3 separate regions of the Mus musculus genome follow, and all the other regions are linked to region 3. The links are chromatin contacts, called in public HiChIP or PLAC-seq and promoter capture Hi-C maps. All regions are on one chromosome and are shown on one strand. The core of a region is the stretch at or near the end of the contact, and the rest is flanking DNA. Distances in the headings are between cores, read along the strand shown.

Region 1 (2,779 bases), core at 256-2,755, 960 kb before region 3:
TACTCCAGGACCTTCTGCTGAGTCTCCATAATGCGCCTCTTGGCCTTGTCCCGGCTCTTGCGCACCGCGATGTTGTTACGTTCACGTCGCAGTCGGTACTCCAGGCTATCTTTGTTCACTGCCTTCTTGCCCTTGTGTGAGGGGCCAGCAGGGGAGGGTGCCTTGAGAAGGGGACTGCAGGGAGGGGCAGCAGCTGCCACAGGGGCCTGGAGGGTAAGGGGGACAGAGAGGTGAGGGTCCACCAGGAGGCAGAGTGAAGGCTAAGCAGGAAACCCAGCAGGGAGAGCATATGTGAGGCCTCAAAGGGATACAGGACTCCCAGAGAGCTCCGATCTCCCAGGCATCCATCTCCCTGTCTCTGTGAAGGACCGTAACCCAGATACATATGGTCCTTGGTCTGAGACCAAAGCTTTCTATCATGCTCTCATTATTCCCTTCCCTTTGGTTTGTCTGTAATAAGTCTCCCGTTCTAAAATTCTAGTCAGCCATGTTTCCTCATCCAAAAGCAGGCAGCAGAGAAGCAAGAGGTATAGTGCACAGCAGGAAACCTGGTCCTGCCTGAGATCAGGGCAGAGCAGCTATTACAAGTGTCTTCAGGACACAGCCGAGTTCTAAGAAATAAATTCACAGAGTTGGGAAACAGGACCTTGGGGTAGGGCATGTTCACAGAGGAGCACCAAACATAGACTTGTTAGGGAAGCCCAGTAGTCAGAATTCCCTCAACCACCCACCTTGCTCCACCCTGGGGGGAAGAAGCGGGGAGAGCTACCTTGGTCTTACCTTGAGGACACGCAAGGGCTGGCCAGGTGCTGCCAGGGTCGGGGGGAGGTGCACGGCTGTCTGCCCGCAGTGTGCCACTTGGTACTGCAGGGGATTGTAGCTGCCTCGACTGGTGCCTCGGTTGCCCTCTGGCCCACGAGGCTCCTCCTTCACCGCCACAGCCCTGGGGTCGTAGCTCCCTGGGTTGCTGTAGATGCCAGGCCCCAAAGCCTTCCTATCTGGGCCAAATGTGTGTGAGGGATAGGCGAATGGCCGAGGGTCAGCCGGCAGGTAGTGAGGAAACGAGGGGGCTCCTGGGCCCTTAAGGCTTCGGGCTTCAGGCGTTGGCTTCATGGCAAAGAGGTCAGAAAGTAGCTGTTCTTCCCCAGACTCGATGTAGGCGGAGAGGTCGATGGAGGCCTCATGCTCACACATGTCCCCCAGCTCCCCGGGCCCAGCTCGACCCCCTGAGAACTCAAGTGGCTGCTGGCCACCCCGAGGCTCGCACTCATAGTAGGTCCCGTGGGACATGGCCGGCCCGCCCCCTTGGCTCCCCGCCCCTGGGTCCTGTGCTGGGGGCGCCCGCCCGTTGGGATGCTCAGCCTGCCCTTTCTTGGATCTCCCCCGGTCCTAGATTTGCCCTAGGTTTGCCCTCTCTGGTCTTCTCCGTCACCAACTCCTACGTGGCTTCTCTCCTCCTCTGCTTCCCTTTCCTTCTGTAGTCAGTACCTCTTCCTTTCTTCCCTTTTCCTCTCTCTCCTTGGGGTGACTAAGGGAGGGGCAGGGCACACCCCGGAGGGAGGGGTGCTTAGCAGTTAGGGCGCTCTTTGCGAAGGCCCCAGCCACAGTCCAGAAGTTGCTGTTTGAGAAAATGGCCCTTTTTGCCCTGCGAGTTCAAGGGATTCTAATCCCTTGCCCAGAGTAGCTTCTCTGAATATCTGTCTTCCTCCGATTTCCAAAGAGACCTGTGCAGAGTGAGGTGTCAAGCCAGAGCCAATAGACAAAGCATTCCCCCAGTGCCAACTTGGTCTAAACTCCTCCCTTGATGCATCTTCCTCCCTGTCCCGTCCCCCCCCCTCCCCGCCCCCACCCCCAAGTCCTGAACTCCACCTACCCCGGGGTAAGTCAGTTCCTTCTGTAGCCCCACCTCCCAAGACATTTTTCTCTGTGTAGACCATCATTGTTTGAAGGGTTTGGGAAGTAGTAGTAGATTCTAGGACCAAGCTACCCCTGGCCCTAGTACAGGGTATGCCCATTTGCTAGTTTTGAGACAGGGTCTCACGATGTAGCTCAGGCTGGCCTTGAACTCACAGAGTTCTGCCTGCCTTTGCCTCCAGAGGGCCCCTATTAAGGTTCTTCGGTTAGGTCTTTGCACAGGGCTTGTGTGCATGTCTCCAGATCTGGCTATGGCTAGCAGCCTGGCACAGTCCGGGGCTGCCAGGACATAGCTGAGGTTTCTGGTCAAGACATGGGTCCTGTACCTCAGGCCCAGGCAAGCTGCAGCCTCAGAACCAACAGAAAGGATCTGCTGGAGGTCCCAGTTGCTCCACCCTAAAAGCTGTTCTGGCTGACCCCACCCGCGCTGGCCTGAGGCTCTGCCTCCTATTTCCTGTGCCCTGAGCTGCATGCAGGCCCTTGTTTTCTGACCTGTGCGTGTCTCTCGGGTCCACTTCCTCTTGTAGGCTTGAGAAGTCTTCTCTCTTGTCCTCACCTCTTCCTGGGGCTGTTTCGGGGTCCGAAGGAGAAGCTGGTAGCTGCCTGCCCGCCCTTCTTGATCTTCTACTAACCCCCAAAGTTCATTTTTCTGTTTTGTTCGGAACTTCCTGCTCTCTCCAGTTTGGTTGTGGCCCTGCTTCAGACACGGTTCTGGATTTACTGACAAGAAAAGAACACAGAGACATGAGAAGTGTGTCACTTTTCAGTTGTTTGTTTTTTTTTAGGTTGAGCCTCCCTTTTAGCCTAGCCTGGCCTTGAACTCTCATCTTCCTGCTTCATTCTCCACGGAGCTGAGTTGATAGCT
Region 2 (2,879 bases), core at 315-2,814, 990 kb before region 3:
CATGTCTTTATACAAAATTGAGGTTGATTAGAATTCAACTGTCTGAGGGCTGGAGAGATGGCTCAATGGTTAAGAGGCCTGGCTGCTTTTATAGAGGACCCAGGTTCAATTCTGCACCCATATGGTGGCTCACGGCTGTCTGTAACTCCAGTTCCAGAGGATTTGACATCCTCTTCTGGCCTCTGTGGGGACCCTTTGGGAGGCAAATCACCCATACACATAAAATAAAAATAAACCTTAAAAAAAAAAAAAAGACATCAACTGTCTAGTGTGAGATCACTTGCAATAAAAATAGTTTAAGAAAATACTGCTTCTGATGACAAGGAAAACAACACCATGTCTTCCCATTTACTTACTATAGTCTCCAAATAGCCCATTCTATCTAAACAAACCTTTTCTCTTACCTGTGAATTTGGCTGGAATGCAGCATGGGGTGTTGAGTGTTTTTGTAAATTTTCTAGCATTAGAGCCTGGTATAAAGAAGAGCAAAAATCAGAAACCGGGAGGGGGAACAAAAACGCAATCCAGGTCTCTACCTCTCCCACAGCCTTCTCATTCAATTACTTAAATATACATTTATACTATATTCCTTTCACCGAGACTAAAAGCCCTTTATTAATACTGTTCTCATTCATCTTCATAAGTCTCTTAAAGGTAGCCATGGTTACTGCTCCCAAATGTAAAACACAGGCACACAAAGAATCAGTGACCTGGCTATGTCACAAAAATCAGCAAAAATGACAGAATCGGAACTAGAATCTCTATTATTGTCTGCAATTTTGACTAGGAGCCACTTCTAAATCCGGTAATACAGGCAAAAAAAAAATTCCAAGTACTCAGAACAAGTTTCAAATCACATAAAACCAACAAGAGGCTAATTTGGATTTGACTATTATTTGATTAGTTTTTCAGAACTACAACTACTTAACTGAACTTGCACAACTTCCAGCAGTGTAACACCCGGACAAATAAAATGTATTAAAAATTTCACAGGGAAACTAACCACAGACCTTGTAACCAGTGGTCTGACCTAATCCACACCCACCCACAAACTGTCAGCTTCGGGATAAGCAACGGTCTGTCAACTCAAACCCTGAACTGACCCAGAGTCCCCATCAGTATTACGAGTCACGTATGCTAATGAACTCTAATAACACTAGTTCAGCTCACCTTCTTTCCCTCCATTTACACCAAAGCGATACACAGTATGTGTACCTCCCGACAAGCTCACCCTCACTACTCAAACCGACACAAAATCCCCAGCCTAAAGTAATCTGTCTCACCTCTCGTACCAATAGCCACCAAATACTTATCCAGACTGCTGCTCGATTCCCTATAAATTAGACAGCCGTCTCTGACCAAGTCTTTCTATCAAGGTTTCCTTTCACTTAATCTAGTCGAGCGGACATTTTTTACCCTATCACAAATGTCCTATTGCAGACATAGACAGCAACCCCATCCGCCCAACTGTATCCCTAACTCGGACCCAGCCCTGCTCGCCCCCTTAAGGCCAGCCACACCGGTGGTTGTAGAGGGATTTAACTCCTTCTGCAGCGCATGCGCCGACAACACAGACACAAACAAGGAGGGGGTGGGGGAAGAAGGAAGGAGCTTAAGACACTCCGGGAGAGTAGCGCGCACCCTCCCATTTTGGGCTCGCGCCGCTGCCGTTAAGGCGGGAACCGGCGTTATCTCTATCCCAGCGCCAGCCACACCAACCACCGTGCGCGTGGATCTGCAGGCTCGCGCTGGCGGCCTGAGAGAGCTCGCGCCGAGCCCGGACACTGCGCCTGCGCCGCGGCGGAGACTCGTCTCTACCGGGTCCGCTCCCCTCCGACACCTCGGCAACGCTGACTTCTCACCCCTTTGAGCCGCTTGACCAGGGCACTCTTCTGCCCGCTCTTGGCTAGGCCTCGCTGCTCCAGTGCGGCCTTCAGGTCGGTCACCCGCAGAGCCTGAAGAGGCTTCCCGTCCAGAGTCACCTCCTCCAGCTCCGCCATCTTGCGTGAGGTACTCGGGTCCGTCCCGACGGCTTCGGGCATCTTCGGTAATTTCCGCCAACGCCCTTCGAACGGACCGGATTGGCCCCGCCCACTGCCATAGTCTACCCCTCTATTACCGCTCAGAATTCCCCGGGTTTCTCCGGAGCTGTTCGGTCGTTTCCGTCCCCACATCGGTACCAATCGGCTTTTTCCATCTACCTAGCGGCTGGCCCCTCCCATCTGGCTTTCAGGCTCGTTTGTTTTCGGCTTGCCGGGGCTTTGAATCGAATCTCTTCGGAAGCCCTCGAATCTGGCATACCCATAATCGGAGATATTCGGCTATCTCCGGACCTGGGGGCCGGGGCGCTGGGGCACTTGGGTATTTGGGGCTGGTTCCGGACCGGAAGTGCGTGGGTTACTGGGGGCTGGCTCTGCTTCGGGTTTTCAGGAAACATGGAAGAGGCTCGGAGAGTTGGAGCAGGAGCTGAAGGACTCTTGTGATCTCTGGGCGTCTTCCAAGGGGAAAAGGAAGGTAAGAGGAAAAGAAGTCTCTCCTAGGCCAGATGAGACTTGGTGTCTGCAGGTTTTTGGGGACCCCTCCTGCTTCCATCTTCTATATCCCGGCCATTCTGTGTAAGAAATACTTTGTCCTGTGGGGCTAAGGAATGAGAGACCTGCGGCTTCCTACGTGGGAAAAAGAAAAATCAGGTCTTTTGAGTTTATTAATGACAATAACCATGGAAGCCATGTAGCAAGACCCTGGGTTAAAAATTACCTTTCTCTGAAAAAGAGAAGTTTTAGGAGAAACTTCTCCCTGTAGAGCCACTTTGAAACTGGCAGTCACCCTGAACCGGGACTTAGAACTTACGTTTAGGGATTCTATTCTTTGTCGATACA
Region 3 (2,763 bases), core at 62-2,561:
TGTCTGAAAAACAGTAATCATCAACTTGCCCTCTGACTTCAATCTTTAATTAAAGTTTTTTTTGGAAGGAATGTAGAAAAAAAGGCTAATAGTTGACGTGTCCAGTAACTGAAGATAGACTGAACACAGCAATGAAAAGGTCAGATTAATGCCAGGCCTCCTCATTATTATCATTTTTGTGTCTCTGTCTAAATGTACAGCAGAATGGCCTGATGGGTTTAAAACTGAACATCTACGGGAGTTGAAGACAGAGTACCAAGAACCAACGCATCGATAAGTAGCCTAAATTAGCCAAAGAAATGAGGCTAGTTCTTAATGTCCAGTTCCGACAGAAGGTGCCTAGTACCACTCCGAGCTTAGCTACTGTAAGACGGGTGAGACACTAACCTTGGCTCGTAGTCTAGCTACTGAAAGGCCCTCACTTTCATCAGACTCTAATCAGTGCTGTGCTCTGGAGGGAGCCTGTGTTAGGGCCTGAGAGAAGTATACAATCTAGGCATGAAGAACAGGGGACAAAGCTTTCCCAAAAAATTCTGGAGTGAGGAGCCAAGCTGCTGCCAGGCCTTCTCTATGACTGCAAGGGCTTGAATACAGTGAGACCAGGACAAACGCTGCCTCCTTCTGGGTCTGAATACAGACTGGCAAGAAAGTAGGACAGGCTTCCTTGTAAGACCCGAAGTCTTCAGGCTGGATCGGCCTCCAGAGCTCAAAGCCTCCCGGGGTCCCCCTAGTTCCCATCAAGCCTCGCGCAGGGCCCCGAGGGTGTCAGCCCTCCAAGTTCAGGAAAGGCATGGTTTTCCTTCCCGCCTCTCCCTTAAGGCGCAGCGGCCAACCCTGCACCGAGTCTTGGAAAGTCTGGAAACGCTCCCACCTTCACTTTAATTAGCATCTTCTTCCCAGGTTGGGGTTGCAGGCGGCTAGAGTGCTGCTTCTCCCGCTGTGGTCGCTGCTGCCGCTGCCGCTTCCCAGCACTCCACGGCAAGGAACACTTCTGCTTCCGGGTCACTCTCTGGACCCACCCTCTCCTCTTTCCACCGGGTTCCCGAAACGCTCAGGAGTGCCCTCGTGTTCTGTGTCAGTGGGGTTGTAAAGAGAAAGGCAAGTCGGCTAGGAACAGCCAGACGGCGCCCTGAGACCCCGCGCGTGGCCACCGAACTGGTGTTAGCGGCGAGCTGGAACGGAACAAACTACTTGTCCCATCATGCCTGGAGGCAGCTCTGTCCTTTGCATCCTAGGAGTTGTAGTTCTTCTGCCGCTCGCACTCAACGGCAGCTTGAGTGTGTGGACTCTGTTACCCAGAAGGCCTTGCACAGCGCCCGAAGCTAGAATTCCTTGGGTAGTCGAGTTTGCAATTAGCGGAACTCGTTCGAGTGGCCCTGAAGGCTCATCGAGGCTGCACGCGGCTAGTTGCTAAGCAAAAGAATCTTTGGTCAACTGCCACCTGAGTCAAAGCAACAGGAAGTGAGTACCGCTATGCCGGAAGCTGGTTAAAATCTCTTTTCTCATCCCTAAGTTAGCTTCTTACTCTAAGTTGCCCTTTGCAGGGGCGAAAAAAGGGAGAGTAACTAGGTAAGGAAGCACCTTCAGGAACCATAATCTCTTCCCAATTCTCCCTAAAAATCATACCTGGGATTGAAGCATTAGGATAATCCAGACACTGGATGGTCCCAGGGAGACTTGAAGAACCACACCCTGATCTGACTTTACACAGTTTAAGCGTGAGAGGCGAACTTTGTTACTTCCCAGTCTTACAGCCTCATTTTTTTTTAAATCTAACTCCAGCTTTGCATCATGCCTCATATTGATAATGATGTGAAACTTGACTTCAAGGATGTCCTGTTGAGGCCCAAACGCAGCACTCTTAAGTCTCGAAGTGAGGTGAGCCAGTTGTCTTCCTTGGTTTTTATTTATTTATTTATTTTTACCTCAAGCTTCTAATGGACCAGGTCCAAGAAAGCTGTCAGGTTCGAGAACGATACATATTTTCTGAATGAATGAAATCTTAATGTCCTCTTAATGTCTGCAGGTAGAGCTCACAAGATCATTTTCGTTCCGGAACTCAAAGCAGATGTACAGTGGCATCCCTGTCATTGCTGCCAATATGGATACCGTGGGCACTTTTGAAATGGCTAGGGTTCTCTGTAAGGTGAGATTAACCTTATGCCCCCTACCAGATCTTCTCCCAGCTAGCGGCTACAGAGGAATTGCATCTGTATTCCCAGTCTCTGGCAATTAACAGAATGTTGTGTTTACTATTTTTTTTTCCATTACTAAGAACCATTTGATCAGTTCAAAGATCTGTCTGAACTAGTGAGATTCAAATTTAGATCTGTTTCATCTTTTTTATTATAATCTCCCATAAATTATATACTTTACCAAATTCTTCCAGTGCCCACCCAGGTCAACCCAAGCACATGCATTTCTTCAGTCAGTCATTGTTTGAACATTAAGCAGTCACTGTTTAGTCCAGAAATTAAATACTGTTTTGAGTATTTAAAAATTTTCAACCTGGGATATTACAGAAAAAAGGAGTTTATTAGTTTTCTTGTATGCCTACTATTATTTTAATTTTTCACTTCTTTAAGGTTCTTTTAGGTTCCTGGGAGTTTCTGAGATCTATCCCAAATGGAAGTTTTGTTCTTAAATACAGATTGTTCCCTTTGAAAATGGAAGACACTGCTCCTGACAGTAATATCACTTGCCTCTATGCATGTAGTTGAGAAGGTAGATAGTTGCCTGGGCACTTTTGAGAACATAATGTGC

The links. Promoter capture Hi-C pulls out the DNA fragments that hold promoters and counts their contacts. HiChIP or PLAC-seq counts read pairs in DNA pulled down with a chosen protein or histone mark.
Region 1: a contact with region 3 is called in a promoter capture Hi-C map of embryonic stem cells. The contact joins the promoter of Cebpe here to the promoter of Gmpr2 in region 3. A contact is called at or near these places in 2 of 39 promoter capture datasets (embryonic stem cells and hippocampal neurons) and 1 of 115 datasets of contacts at active chromatin or transcription factors (bone marrow-derived macrophages).
Region 2: an H3K27ac HiChIP or PLAC-seq map of extraembryonic endoderm stem cells shows a contact between it and region 3, with 4 times the contacts expected there. The contact joins the promoter of 1700123O20Rik here to the promoter of Gmpr2 in region 3. A contact is called at or near these places in 1 of 39 promoter capture datasets (liver), 1 of 484 Hi-C or Micro-C datasets (B cells) and 1 of 115 datasets of contacts at active chromatin or transcription factors (extraembryonic endoderm stem cells).

The regions. Positions count from the first base shown.
Region 1 is chr14:54,710,669-54,713,447 of GRCm38.p6, forward strand. Cebpe (CCAAT/enhancer binding protein (C/EBP), epsilon) reads right to left here and starts at 1,506. Exons shown (of 2, transcript NM_207131.1): 1 at 781-1,506; 2 at 1-206. The coding sequence starts at 1,290.
Region 2 is chr14:54,684,607-54,687,485 of GRCm38.p6, forward strand. It overlaps 1700123O20Rik (RIKEN cDNA 1700123O20 gene), which reads left to right and starts at 1,565. Exons shown (of 2, transcript NM_021437.2): 1 at 1,565-2,514. It overlaps Acin1 (apoptotic chromatin condensation inducer 1), which reads right to left and starts at 2,325. Exons shown (of 19, transcript NM_023190.3): 1 at 1,863-2,325; 2 at 405-470. The coding sequence starts at 2,174.
Region 3 is chr14:55,670,924-55,673,686 of GRCm38.p6, forward strand. It overlaps Gmpr2 (guanosine monophosphate reductase 2), which reads left to right and starts at 1,312. Exons shown (of 10, transcript NM_177992.2): 1 at 1,312-1,461; 2 at 1,783-1,878; 3 at 2,027-2,146. The coding sequence starts at 1,792. It overlaps Nedd8 (neural precursor cell expressed, developmentally down-regulated gene 8), which reads right to left and starts at 957. Exons shown (of 4, transcript NM_008683.4): 1 at 872-957. The coding sequence starts at 889.